Regions from separate parts of the Mus musculus genome. Here region 2 is linked to region 1. The links are chromatin contacts, called in public HiChIP or PLAC-seq maps. All regions are on one chromosome and are shown on one strand. The core of a region is the stretch at or near the end of the contact, and the rest is flanking DNA. Distances in the headings are between cores, read along the strand shown. Region 1 has its middle 8.8 kb from the start of Gm52200. Region 2 holds the start of Krt7 (keratin 7).

Evidence for each region. HiChIP or PLAC-seq counts read pairs in DNA pulled down with a chosen protein or histone mark.
Region 2: a contact with region 1 is called in an H3K27ac HiChIP or PLAC-seq map of trophoblast stem cells, with 3 times the contacts expected there. The contact joins the promoter of Krt7 here to the enhancer-like site in region 1. A contact is called at or near these places in 7 of 39 promoter capture datasets (the 3T3-L1 cell line, the C10 cell line, cranial neural crest and 3 more), 14 of 484 Hi-C or Micro-C datasets (Sertoli cells, bone marrow-derived macrophages, embryonic stem cells and 8 more), 6 of 115 datasets of contacts at active chromatin or transcription factors (the HPC-7 cell line, acute myeloid leukemia, embryonic stem cells and 2 more) and 2 of 9 other capture datasets (adipose tissue and embryonic stem cells).

Annotation. Positions count from the first base shown.
Region 1 is chr15:101,324,028-101,331,089 of GRCm38.p6, reverse strand. No RefSeq gene overlaps it. Among named protein-coding and RNA genes, the nearest start is that of Gm52200, 8.8 kb to the right of the region's middle. Within about 2 kb of position 3,554, at least 62 of the 459 cell types and tissues checked have an H3K27ac peak or open chromatin away from gene starts, as enhancers often do. A contact at or near this core is called in bone marrow-derived macrophages, palatal mesenchyme, pancreatic cancer cells and 2 more, where this site is marked.
Region 2 is chr15:101,409,010-101,416,071 of GRCm38.p6, reverse strand. It overlaps Krt7 (keratin 7), which reads right to left and starts at 3,669. Exons shown (of 9, transcript NM_033073.3): 1 at 3,293-3,669; 2 at 1,892-2,103. The coding sequence starts at 3,598. Gm671 (a long non-coding RNA gene) reads left to right here and starts at 3,880. Exons shown (of 4, transcript XR_384459.2): 1 at 3,880-3,969.

The sequences.
Region 1 (7,062 bases), core at 2,305-4,804:
AGCAGAGGCAAAAGGGAGACAACCCCCCACTAACCAGGTCTGGATGAGGAACTGGGAGCTGAGCCAGGGAAGACTGGACAGTTTGGGCTCAGGCCAAGATTGCAGCCCACCAGGACACCCAGCCTGGGCACTAGAGTCCAGTTCCTGGCTTCCCCAGGGCCTGAACCTGGCAGGTAATAGAGGCAGAAGAGAAATTCCCCCATGAAGGAATGATCCAGCTCCAGGCCAGGCTGCATAGCCATAGCCCTGACCCCTGACCCCTTGGGCCCCTGACCCTAGCCGCTCAGCCAGGCTCTCAAAATGTGAGAACCATGACAAGATGGGACAGCCATCTTCAGGTAACCCTTCTGGTTAAGGTGAGGCGAGGTGCAGGCCCAGCTTCACCACCCCAGGAGGGAAGGGAAGGACAGGCCTCACTCTGCTGAGCCTGAACCCACCACCAGTCAGGGCTCAAAGGGGCCAGAACACCCAGACGCAGTCCAGAGTGAGAGAAGAGGTGGAGGCAAGACAGATAGAAAGGAGGACAGAGCCCCAGGCCCCAGGCCCATCATGGGCCTTGGTCCACATGACACTAGATCTTGTGCTTAGGACTCTTTGCAAGGTACCTCCTTCTGCACCCCTCCCTGAACCCCAGGGTGGAAAAGACCCAGCCAAAGTGAGACAAAAGGCCCAAAGGAGACTGAAGATGTATTTGATGCCAGCCCAACCCTGCCTACTGTCCCTCGTCCAGAGACCTCTGTCACCCAACATAGTGCTAGTCCCAACCCCAAGTCTGAACTGCAGAGGCTCAGACCAGCAAGCTAGTCCTGTGCCTCTCTCTCTCTAGATAGCAGCTGGCAGGGGTTTTAGGATGGAGAGGGGGTTTCTGTAGCAGGAAGAGCTGGACTCTAGTGCCCAGGCTGGGTGTCCTGGTGGGCTGCAATCTTGGCCTGAGCCCAAACTGTCCAGTCTTCCCTGGCTCAGCTCCCAGTTCCTCATCCAGACCTGGTCAGTGAGGGGTTGTCTCCTTTTGCCTCTGCTGCAGGGACTTAGGTGGGATGGTAGTAGTGCTGGTCGGGGGTGGGGAGGCCTGTGATCCCCTCAAGTTGGACCATTAGAGAGGGGTGGGGATAGGTGTGTCTCTCCAAACGTTAATATGTCCCTCTCTTCATGTTTCAGATATAAACCCATCCCATCCCATCCCAAACCCTGTCTCTCAGACTGACACACTCACACCACAAATTCCAGTGTTACCCAACCCTGACCCTACTCCACAGCCCCTCCACCATGGTTCCTGTCCATACTCCGGAAGCACACTGCCTTCACCACTGACACAGCCCTGCTCCAAGCTCCAAGCTGCTTCTGACCTCACTGCCCACCTGGGCCCAACCCACAGCCACCATCTGGAGCCCTCTTCAGAAAGCAGTGCCTGGGGTAGACCAGAGCAGTGGGATAGATGCCCGCATGCCCGGCCTGTGACTCACCACAGGGGAGCAAGGGCTTGAAACAAGACAATCTTTCCCTGAGGTCCCCCAGCAGTTCCATTCCAGGACTCCCAAGAGTCATATAGATTCCAGACCTACTGTCCCGCTGTGGCCTGCCCTATTTCCACAGTCAAGTGTACTGTGCTACACAGCTAGAAGCCCTCTGCCTCACAGCTGGAAGCCCTCTGCAACAATACCCTCCCACACCTCAACCCTCAGCAACCCAGGCTCCTGGAATAAAGGCCAAAAGTTCTTCCCAGCCCCCAGATCTTCCTGCTATGGAAACCCCCTCTCCATCCTAAAACCCCTGCCAGCTGCTATCTAGAGAGAAGCACAGGGCTAGCTTGCTGGTCTGAGTCTCTACAACCTCAACCACTTCCAAGGCAGCTGCCATAGCCAGCTGAGGGGATTCTGAGCCCCAGCTGAGGCCACATTCCACAATCCCTGACACCACTCCCTTCAGCTTCCTCTCACCCTCAGCCCTGAGGAGGCAGGGCCATCCCTGGTGACTCTTTTCTGGGCCTGTCACCATCATATGAGGAGCCCTGGCTTAGAGAGTGGTGAGCCAAGGACACACACACACACACACACACACACACACACACACATACACACACGAGGCCCTGTCATGTCACGTCACTCAGTGGGGTTGAGGCTGAAGCTCTTTTACCCAATCCCAGGTCTCCATATAACCAGGGCTCACACCAGAATCCTAGCCAGGAGTCACAGCCACTTGTGGGCAGTGGGAACCAGGGGAGACAGGAGATTGGGGACAGGTAAGGCCAGGTCCCAGGCCAGGGTGTCCCAAGTAGAGATGCAGATTCTCATAGATTCTCCAGTTCAGTTCAGTTCAGTTCAGTTCAGTTCAGTTCAGTTCAGTGAAGAGGTTCTTCCTCCTAGGAAACCCGCCCTGCTCTCCAGCAGCCATCATGGCCCAGGTCCCTGCCCTTCTTGCCCCCACCGTCCAACCTCAACTCACCCCATGTTCATCAGAGGGATGATTCTCCCTGTCACAATGTGGGTCTTTCAAAAGCCTGGGTTAATAGCACAACCCTCCAAACACTTCCGCCTTCAGCCTGCAGTCCTCATCACGGAGTGACCCTCAACCCACCACAGCAACCAAGAATCCACTGTCTGCCAGCCACACCCAGCCCAACCCAGCAGGACCCCATGATGTACAAAATGGTGCCCAGGCACAGTGAAAGCCATCTTTCCTTCCAGGCCAGCCCCATACTCCTCCAGCCCATGTTAGGCCTCCCTATAGCCCTAAGGCAGGCTCCAGGTTCCAGCTCCAAAGGCCCTCTTCCCTCTCACCCAGACTCCCAGCAACAGCTTTGGTATTCTTCACACCTGGGCACTCTTTACACCTGCACACACTTCACACCTGCACACATACTTCACACCTGGGCATTCTTCACACCTGGGCACTCTTTATACCTGGGCACTCTTTACACCTGCACACTCTTCACACCTGGATACACACTTCATACCTGCGCACTCTTCACACTTGGGCACTCTTCACACCTGCAGCACTTCACACCTGTGCACTCTTCACACCTGCACATACTTCATACCTGGGCATTCTTCACCCCTGGGTACACACTTCACACCTGCACACTATTTTCACACCTGCACCTCTGAGCAATAGGTTCTCCAGCCCAGCTCTCTCCACCTGACATCCCCTGCCACCCTGACTCCGAACTAGATCCCCACCCCACACCCCTGCATGTCCAGCACATCCCATGATGGTCCTGTGGCAGGAGTATGTATGGTTGCTTGAATCTCACTTATAAGAAGAGTGACATAAGACTCCAAAGCTGTCCTTGAGTGAAAATGTGGAAGGGAGTGGGGGTGGACAGGGCCAGACTCAGTCTTTTACCTGAGTCCTTACAACACAACTGTGGGGACCCTAGGCCTGAGAGAGTCAGAGGAACCAGGACATTTACAACTGACACCATCACTGACTGCCCTTCTCCTCATGTACACACACACACACACACACACACACACACACACACACACACCTTTTAAACCATGTGTGTATAACCCAGCTCTCCCAGGCCTGCAGCTTCCTCACACCACACCCAGACCTGCTGGGCAGGCTCAACAGCCTCTCTTGTCCACCTCCCGCAGAAAAGCTGCCGCAGCCCTGCCCCCACTGGGAAACAGCAAGTTCCACGGAGCAGGAGCGCCCTCCAGTGGACAACATAGGACTAGACCTCCTTAGGCTCTTGGGACCGAACCAGAGCTGGTGAAGAAAGCCACCAGGCAGTTGGCAAGGGTGAGTGAACTAGGAAACAGAGGCAAGCGGTGCTGCAGCTTGAGTCTTCCTTCAACTCAGTGATGGTTGGACTGGAGCTCGAAAAGTAGGCAGAGTAGTGCCCTGAAGCTGATGAGTGAGATTGTGACGTGGGCCTGGGCTGAAAGGTGAGGGAACCAACGGAAGGGTTCCCTTCCTGTCAATGAGTTTGTACAGGAGGACCCACCCGTGGAGTCCCTGTAGCAGGCAGAAGTAGGGCTTAACCAAACCTCTCTATATAGCCCCATTACTCCACCCTCCTCTCTAAACAGCTTTCTGGGGGAGCTGCCGGTAGCCCTATGAGCCACTCGAGAGGGGCACCAGTGTGCATACACAAGAGAAACCGACGAACTTGCCAAACAGGCCAAAGCAGTCCTCCAGGTGAGGTCGTCAGGAACCCACAGAATCTTCTCCCACCTATGAAACATACATGGCTTAGATCAAAAACCCTAAAGTAAGTTGAGCAATGGCCCCAGAAAAATCTACCTGGGAGGATGACTTCATCTGGAGTATGCAAGTGAGATCCCCTCTAGTTCCCAAGTGAACCCTAAATCTAATGACAGGTATCCTTGTGAGAAACTGACAAGAAGAATACACCGGCACGTGGTGAGCTCAGAGCAAATCTACGAGGACTGCGGAATCCTCCAAGCTGCTAAAAGCCAGCAGAAGGAGGCAGAAGAAGGGTCTGCCCTGGAGCCTTCACCAGGGCCACAGCCCTGCAGACCCCTTGATATAAACATGGACTTACAGACCTGTGAGGTAATCGATTTCTGGTGTTTTAAGCCACCAAGTTGGTGAATCCTTAGGACAGAAAATTAAGACACTCGTGAAAATTAAGTATCTCTGCAAGAAGGGGCCGTGACTATGGACTTAGAGCCCCTAAGGGGAAGGGGCGTGACTATGGGTTTAGACCGCCCCCCAAGGGGAAGGGGCGTGGCTATGGGATAGCCCTCCTAGGAGGAAGGGCATGACTATTGATTTAGCCCTCCCAGGGGGAAGGGGCGTGACTATGGGTTTAGACTGCCCCCCAAGGAGAAGGGGCGTAACTCTGGGCTTAGACTCACCCCCAGGGAAGGGGCGTGGCTATGGGATAGCCCTCCCAGGAGGAAGGGCATGACTATGGCTTTAACCTCCCAGGGGGAAAGGGCGGTGACTATTGACTTAGCCCTCCCAGGGGGAAGGGGCATGGCTATGGGCTTAGCCCTCCCAAGAGAACCATGAGGGCATCTCCATGAGGTTCAGGTCTAGGATTTAGCTCAGCAAAGTGGGGTAAGGGAAGATCAGGAATTCATGGTCATCCTGGCCCTCAGCCAGCTCCCGGCCCACTTACCTACAGGAAACCGTCTCAAAGGCCCCACCGCACCACGCCTTCAAAAGTTGAACACTTCCACACTTGCTCACCTGGCAAGCACCTATTGACAATATCATGTAATTGGGCACCTTCATTCTGCAGATGTCCTGAGATTTAACAGTCCTGGGGACTGTTCTAGTAACATTCCTATTGCTGGGGCTAAGACACCATGACCAGGTCAGCTTATCAAGTGTTCATTTGGGCTCACAGTCCCTGAGGGTTAGAGCACATGGCCCTTGTGGTAGGGAACATGGCAGCAGGCAAGCAGAAATGTATTTGCATAGCCGCTGAGAGCTTACATCTTGATCCACAAGCATGAATCAGATGCGATGATAGATAGATGATAGATAGATAGATAGATAGATAGATCACAGCATGAACCATCTTTGATGACTTTTGAATGCTTTTGAAACTTCCAAGCTCACCTTGGCCCCTGAACACACCTCCTAATCCTTCCCAAATAGTTGCACCAACTGTGGACCAAGTAGCCAAATCTATGAGCCTGTGGAGGCCATTCTCATTTAAACCACCACAGGGACGGTTACAAACAATGCGCGTGCCCACTTTGCGCCCCCCCCCCCGCCCCCGTGAAAACCCTCCTGAGCTCTCTCCTGACTGCTGCAGTTGATGTTCCTATGCTAAGTCTCTGGCCTGGGTGAATCTTCCAGATGTTGGACAGCTGTGATGAGTTCCTTCTTGGTCACAGATATATTGTCTGCATCCACCTGTCAGGCTCCACCATCTCTCTGACCATCAGGCTGGTGAATTTAATGGACATGCCCTAGGGACCATGACCCCTGCATTTATCTAATGTCCAAGGGTGGTACTGATATCTGTACTTGTGGGAGGAAAATTGGTTGACATTTGCACTGTTTTTTAAAGACTTTTTAAATTTTATTTATTAAATATTAAAGGGTAAGAAAAGCTTTATTTGGGAAATGGGGGTGATATACAATTGTGAACAGCTGACCTAAAAGTCCTATTTGTCATCCAGTGTGTTGGGGTGGGGTATACACATGCCTTGGTGTGAGTGTGGGGGTCAGAAGACAACTTTGTGGACTGAGGCCTCTACTCCTACCTTTATGTGGGTTACAGGAACAAAACGCAGGTCATCAGACTTGCATGGCAAATGCTCTACCTACCACATCATCTTCCCAGGCTTGAGCTTGATTTGTCTGACTGGTTGACTTTGAGAGATAGATAGATAGATAGATAGATAGATAGATAGATAGATAGATGACAGATAGGTAGATAGGTAGATAGATAGATAGATAGATAGATAGATAGATAGATGACAGATAGGTAGATAGATAGATAGATAGATAGATAGATAGATAGATGACAGATAGATAGATGACAGATAGGTAGATGACAGATAGGTAGATGACAGATAGGTAGATAGATAGGTAGATAGATAGATAGATAGATAGATAGATAGATAGATAGATAGATAGATGACAGATAGATAGATAACAGATAGGTAGATGACAGATAGGTAGATAGATAGATAGATAGATAGATAGATAGATAGATAGATAGATAATAGATTAGGTAGATGATAGATGACAGATAAATGATTAGATAGATAGATGACAGATAGATGATAGATAGATAGATAGATAGATAGATAGATAGATAGATAGATAGATAGATGATAGATGGATGGATAGCTAGATAGATAGATAGATAGATAGATAAATAGATAGATAATAGGTAAGTAGATAGATGATAGATTAGGTAGATGATAGATGACAGATAAATGATTAGATAGATAGATAGATAGATAGATAGATAGATAGATAGATAGATAGATAATAAGTAAGTAGATAGATGATAGATTAGGTAGGCGATAGATGACAAATAAATGATTAGATAGATAGATAGATAGATAGATAGATAGATAGATAGATAGATAATAGGTAAGTAGATAGATGATAGATTAGGTAGAT
Region 2 (7,062 bases), core at 2,420-4,919, 85 kb before region 1:
CATGGAGGGAAGGGGGTTAGGAAATGTATATGAATTAGACGCCAAAGGCTGCAGCTACTGATGGGGAGAGCAATCATAGCCATGCTTAGGGGCTGTATATGGAGCCTGCACTGGTGTGCACTTCCTGTGGGATAACTCTCTCTCTCTCTCTCTCTCTCTCTCTCTCTCTCTCACACACACACACACACACACACACACACACACCCTCCCAACAGCCCCACAATATAGTACTGTAATTGTCAGAACTGAAAACACAGAGGCAGGTCACCAGCCCAGGTCACTGTACTACAAAGGGACAATCCCTAGCTTAACTCCCCACAGCTAACACAAGCCTGACCACTAGGTAGGCCCACCCCTGAGTTGCGAAGAGGAAGCTCAAAGGGGAGAAGCTTGATGAGTCAGGACAAAGCACATGAAGTCCTGAAAAGCCAGGCCACACTGGATGGTAGAGCCTACATCTTTCCCCCAAATCCCTCCTCCTCCTCTGAAGGAGCTGGCACCTGGCTTTGGGAGGATTTCTGCAAGCAGGGCAAACGGGAAGAGTATGCATTTGCCTGTTCCAGTGTGTTTGTAGGGAAGAATCAAAAGAAAATGTAAGGACAGGTGGGAAGGTGGGGATGAAGGACTGAGAGCTCAGGCGCTCGCAGGAATTGCCTGCTGAGACTGGCAGGAGGCAGCCTGGATGAACGGCTTTGGTAGAAAGCAGGGCGCCAGCCAGGAGCCAGGCTGGGGACATTCACACATCCAGAGTGGTACTTCAGTCTCACAGAAGCTACATCTGCAAGGCTCTCTGAAGCTCCACCTTGGGGCTGGGTTGCTGGGCTCCAAATAGGCTTGAGCTCTCAGGGCAGCCATTCCCCTTCCCTGTGCCTGCTGCCTGTCCCTCATTCGTCCTACCTGAAGCTCACAGAAGCCGGCTGCTCTGAGGTGAGGGGGGCTGGGTGTGGGCTGACTGCCTGACAATAGGGGCTGGCTGGCTACCCAGAATCCTCTTGCCCTGCACCTGTCTGGTTCCACCTTCTATGAGATTGTCTGTTGACTTTTGCCCAAGGGAAGCAGCTGGTGGGAGACACTCCCCAGAGGTCCTGTTTGTTCTCCTCCGGTCAGAGCTGGTATGCCTGGTCCCTCTTAGTCACACAACAACACACAGAGCACACTAGCTGTCCCCGGTGCTCAGGGGCAGGGGAGGAGGGGAACAGGGGAGGGGCCCCGCTCAAGTCTTAGGCTTTGCTTTCTGTTCAGTGAGAAAAAAAGAGTTTTCGGGGACATTCAAAGGTACCCACAAATCCCAGGCTTCCTGTCTCTGGTGGCTCCGTCCCTAGTTTGCCCTGAGCCCTGCTGTGTCATGCAAAACCATTAACTCCATCTGTTTCTTTCCTTCTCATATCAGCTCTTTGGCCCCTCCTGGGAATTAAGGACCCAACTTCAAGAACAAGTTTCCTGTGACCTGCAATGTGATTTTGACTAAGTCCCATAGACAGTCTGGTTTCCAATTCTTCATCTGCATGAGGTGGGAAAGGCTGTCCTAGAATAATCTGTGAGGGCTATACGTTCTGAAGCATTCCAGTCATAGGACACCTTCTACTCATGGTGCCTAGGGACTTAGGCACCAAAAAAGGAACTAGCACTGTCAGGGTAGACAGGGTAATTTCTGACTAAGCTGAGGGAAAAAATGACCAGAATGTCCCAGCAACAGCCCCTGGGGGCAAGAAGGAGAGGTGAGGCAGGGACTGTGTCAACAAAGGCCATAGCTCCAGCCATTCCAGTGCTGAGCAGCTGTGCACTCTGACCCCTGACCAGGTCTGAACCAGGGACACTTGTGGAGGGTCTGTGTGTGAGAGGCATACTGTCCCCAGGGCTGGGATCCTCCAAAAGGCACCAGGGACATTACTTATTCTTGAAATCTTCCACCACATCCTGCATGTTCCGCAGTTCCACCTCCAGGCGGCCCCCATCCAGCTGCAGTGTCTCGAGCTGCTGCCTCAGCCCAGCAATCTGAGCCTCAAAGATTCGGGGAAGCTGGCTGCTCTTGGCTGACTTCTGTTCCTGCAGCAGCGCCCACTTGGTCTCCAGCATCTTGTTCTGCTGTTCCAGGAAGCGTACCTGGAGGGGTGTGGAAGAGGAGGAACCTGAGGGGCCAGACTCTACTACCACAGATGTTGAAAAGTCTGGAACCACTGTGCAGCAGAGCCCATGTGCCCACTAGTTGTGCTTACCCCTCATCCCTAGGACCCTATTTCAAGTGTAAGCCATGGAGTTGATGTGCTTGGCTTAGTGGAGTACACTGTTCCTAGCCAATTCTGCTTCAATGGTATTTTCTACCTCTGCCCCTTAAATAGCCCCTTTCTTCTCTGAAGCTGGGGGTGAGAGGGTATTAGGGGACTGACTGGACTGGCCCCTCCTTCCACGCTGGAATTTTTCTTTCTTCCTCAGTATCTTCTCTCCTTCCTCTTATCTCAGCCTGAAGGTGGGAGGCAAGAAAAGCCCTTGAAACCAGCAGCCTGAGGAATCATGAGCTGGATTAGGATGGCACAGCTCAGCATAGAGCAGGAAGTGGGGCTAGAGCAGTCTGGGAAGTTTCTTTTAAGGATTTCTGGGACAGAACGGTACAGGCAGGAGGACTGGAAGGGAGACGGTGAAGCAAGGGATTGGTCCTAGCCAGAGGGACAGGCAGGACTGCAGGCCTCAGCTTCCTAGATGCCCATGAATGACTGGGATGGACAGCCAGGGAGATACCTTCCAAAGGGCCCCTCTCCCAAGTCCCAGTCTCCCACAGAGCCATCTGCAAAGGCAGAGGTAACCTTACCTCCTACCAACAAAAAAGGTAGAGGAACGGGCAGGTAAGTAGGGCAGAAGCCTCCCTCCGCCAGGCCTTTATTCTCAGCATCTACCTCAGATACAAAGTTCTCCCATGGAGAAAGGAGGAGTCATCCCACCCCATTCCTGACTCCTCACAACCTCCTCCCAGGGAAAGGGACCCAGACACCAAAGAACTAACTGCTGGCCTTGGCCTCCAGAGCTCCTAGCCTCACACCTGTTACAAAGTGGCTCCAAATCCCCCGAGACCAGTCAACTATGGAAGCTGGAGAGAACTTGGGGGCAATCCTTGAGTCCTTGAGGAAAGGGAGGGGCCCAAGGCCATTTGTTGGCAGAGCGGAGTTTGGAGACTAAAGGAGGGTGTAAGGAGAAGTACTATACAGAGCCCACCGAAGACACAAGAGGAAAGAGACCTACACCAGCCTCCCAGGGCAAGGCGTGGCCGGAAAGAACCGTGCGACTGAGGCTGTCTCACCTTGTCGATGAAGGAGGCGAATTTGTTGTTGAGGGTCTTGATCTGCTCGCGCTCCTCCTGGCGCACCTGCTGGATGGTGGGATCGATGTCCACACTCAGCGGCGCCAGCAAGCTCTGATTGATGGTGATCTCGCGGATGCCAGCGCCCACCGGGCCCCCATAAGCGGAGCGCACGGCCACACGAGGCCTTGATGAGCCCAGGCCATAGAGGCTCCTGCTGCCGAAGCTGGCGCGGCCCGAGCTCAGGCGCACCTGAGCCCCGCGGCCCGGGTAAGCAGTGGAGCGAGAGCTGAAGTGGATGGACATAGCGGCTGGACACAGCTGGCTGGACGAGGCGAGGAGCAGCGCGAACTCCCTGACCTCAGGCAGTCTGCGACCTTTTATTCCTCCATGCGGGGCGGAGGCTGAGCGCACACAGGTGGGGACAGGGCGGGGCTGGCCGCTGGCCACCTTTCTCTGCAGCCAGGGCCTTCCTGTCCGCCTGCCTTCTGCCCTCGCACCGCCCCCAGCCGCCGCCCAAGGCTCTTCGTCCACTCGGGAAGTGTCTGCAGGAGGCCGAGACGCCGTCGTGAGACACCCACACCTCAGGCAAGTTGTCCAAGATACCCACAGCCCAGAAATCTCTGGACCGCAAAGAGACCACCTTACAATTGGCAGGAGAAGGCTTCCTAGAGCAGGTATGAGGAGTGAATACCTAGATTCCTGAGGCCAGTAGGAAAGCCAAGTGCTACAAAAGGAAGTGCCTGACAAACTTTAGCTCCTGCTGAAAGTTGAAACCCCTCACCCACTGGCTGGGGAAGCCCTAGGCTTCCTAGGACTCTCCTTCCTGGCCCAGCTGCTACTGGAGAGCTCAGCTCAGTTCTTGAGTAACCTGGCCCTGTGACGATCCTTACTGGGAAGAGCTGTTTCAGTAACTGCGCCCTCCCCACCATCCAAGTTCAGAGGGCTTGCCTCACCCCCTCCTCAAACTACTGTATGGGTTCCTGGGATGGCTGTGCGTACCCTTCTGTGCCCTCATACCCCTAACACACTAGTGTGAGTGTATATGAGTGCAGTCTGTGCATGGGGGGTCTGGATTCACAACTGAACACATTTGTATGCACATGTGTGTGTCCTGTCTCCCGTTCACATCCAGACGTTCCTCCCTGCTCTGCCTCATTTTTCCTGCTTACAAACCCACTAGGCTATGCCTGACAAGGGAATCAACTAAAACTGGCCTCTGTGGTAACCCGTGGTGGTGTGCTCAGTGCTCCTCGGAGTGCTCCTGGACTTCCAGTTTTCCCAGACTCACTTGGACAGCCTTTAGCCCACCTCTGGCTCCATGCAGTGAGACTGGTCCTTTAGGGGCGTCCTAGGTGGGGAGGATGGGAATGTCATATTCTTCCTGCTTTGCCTTTTCAGGTAGACAACCCTAAGCTCTCAAGGAGACTCCCTACCCCTCAAGGTGCTTCCTCAGTCCTTTGTCCCCCTCTGCACCCCACTTTCCATCCTGCTACAGCCCCTGCCACCCATCCCCCACTTTGGAGGTTGTTTCTCACCCACACCAAGAGCTCCTTCTCTTTCTCAAGCTGAGCCCCAGCAGGGCACAGCTAGTGCGCTGACCTGGACGGGTCCTGGCCCCCTCAGCCACAGCTCCTTCAGGATGAGGGTCTAACAAGAGCTGGGAAGCACACAGACAAAAGTACCTGGGCACTTCAGTCCAGGCCTCGGCCCCCTATAACCACCACACACAGGCTTGAGAAATACTTCCTCATTCCTGAGCCTACCCCACATCTGCCCTGGGCCTCTTACCCCTCCCTGGAACATTCTTTAAAACTCCAGTGCTAGCTAGATTCCTCCTGCTCCCACATTCCCAGACCAACCTGAGAGGCCACTCAGTGCCAGGTGGAGGCAACACACACACACACACACACACACACACACACACACACAAATGTCCTTTGAAGTGTTTCACAGAGGGCTGCCAGCCCCTGACACCACACCTCCCATCAAATTCCTGCCCCAAAAGAGTTCACAGCCTAGTGGTTCATCTGAACCCAGTCTCTCTCTGTCTCTCTCTGTCTCTCTCTCTCTTTCTCTCTCTCTTACCCATTCCTTCCCCTCCCCTCTCACCACATGCAGACCTTAGAGAGACTACCTCCTATATTTTGCCTTAGCCCCACAAACTCCTCCATTGTCTTCTGCCTAACTCAGTGAGGCTACACACACTCACATACACACATTCACACACACACATTCACACACATATTCAAACACACACCACACATTCACACATACCATACACACTCACTCACACTCACACTCACACTCACACTAAGCGATGCCAAGTGTAAACTTTGCTTGTCCCCTGACTCTCTTGGCTACTATGCTAAGCATCCTCTGGAACCCAACCACCAACAGCAGTGAGCACAGATTATTAGCACTACCTGTATCCACCAATCCTGACCTGGATGCCTGGCCCCTGCAATCCTGGCCCAGTGGACATTGTGGCTCCATTCACAGAGCAGGAGAAACATAATAACTTGTATTCAAGACCAGAAAAAAAAAAAACACACATTCTAATTCTTAGACCGGGGGGGGGGGGAGTTTTTTTTTTCATGATCTTGAACTGTGACTGCTGATCAGACTAAAAGCCATTTAGCAGTCTGCGTGAGCCACTGGGGGAGGTAGCCAATGGCAGAGTGCGTGACCAGCATGTATGTGGACCAATGCTCAATCTCTAATAGTGGCACACACAAAAACTTCAGGGCATACAAGCATAACACAAAGGAGCTGAGGGACACAGGCTGAGAAGGATGTGATGGACAGCAGGCTACTTTCCTGACTGTACACCACCATCCTGAAGAACATAACAGGCATGGAGAATGTGGGCTGTGGTTTACATGGTATCTTCTGCGCATGTGCCGGCTTAACGTACTGAACCATTTTGTCCGTATGATATAACCTATGACACAGAGGTGTATTGTACCTCTCCACCTTTTGTGACAGGCTGTCACCGTGTAGCCAAAGCTGGCCTCAGATTGTTGATGACCCCGTCCCAGCTTCCTAAGTGCTAGAATTATAGACATGTCTCACCAAACCCAGTATGGTCCTCATATGAAGAGAATACATTGAAGTACAAATAATTTAAGTCACTTGCCCAAGCTCCCACAGCTAAAATGTAGAAAAGCTAAGATTTGAACCCCAGTAGTTGGAACCACTAGATTACTTTAAAAAAATAATAATAATGGTGATGATTAGGACCGTGGGAGATGGGGGAGATGGATCTGTGGTTAAGACCACCCAATTTCAGTTCCCAGACTCAGGTCAGGTGACTCACATCTTCCTGCAACTCTAGCTCCAGGGAGCCAATACCATCAGCCTCTGTGAGTGCCTGAAGGCATCTGCATGTACACATGCATACACACATATACACATACATATACACATATACATATACACATATATATACATACATACACATGTACACATACACACATATACATATACACATATATATACACACGTACACATACACACATATACATACACACATATATATACACACATATATATACACACACACATATATATATACACATACACACATATACATACACAATACCCATATACACATAAATACTCATACATACACACATATACATACACACATACACACGTATACACACATACACATACGTACACACATACACATACTAAATAAATAAATGATATATAAATAAAGTAAATACAATTATAACAAAGAAAATTACTTGCAAATATGAAGGACT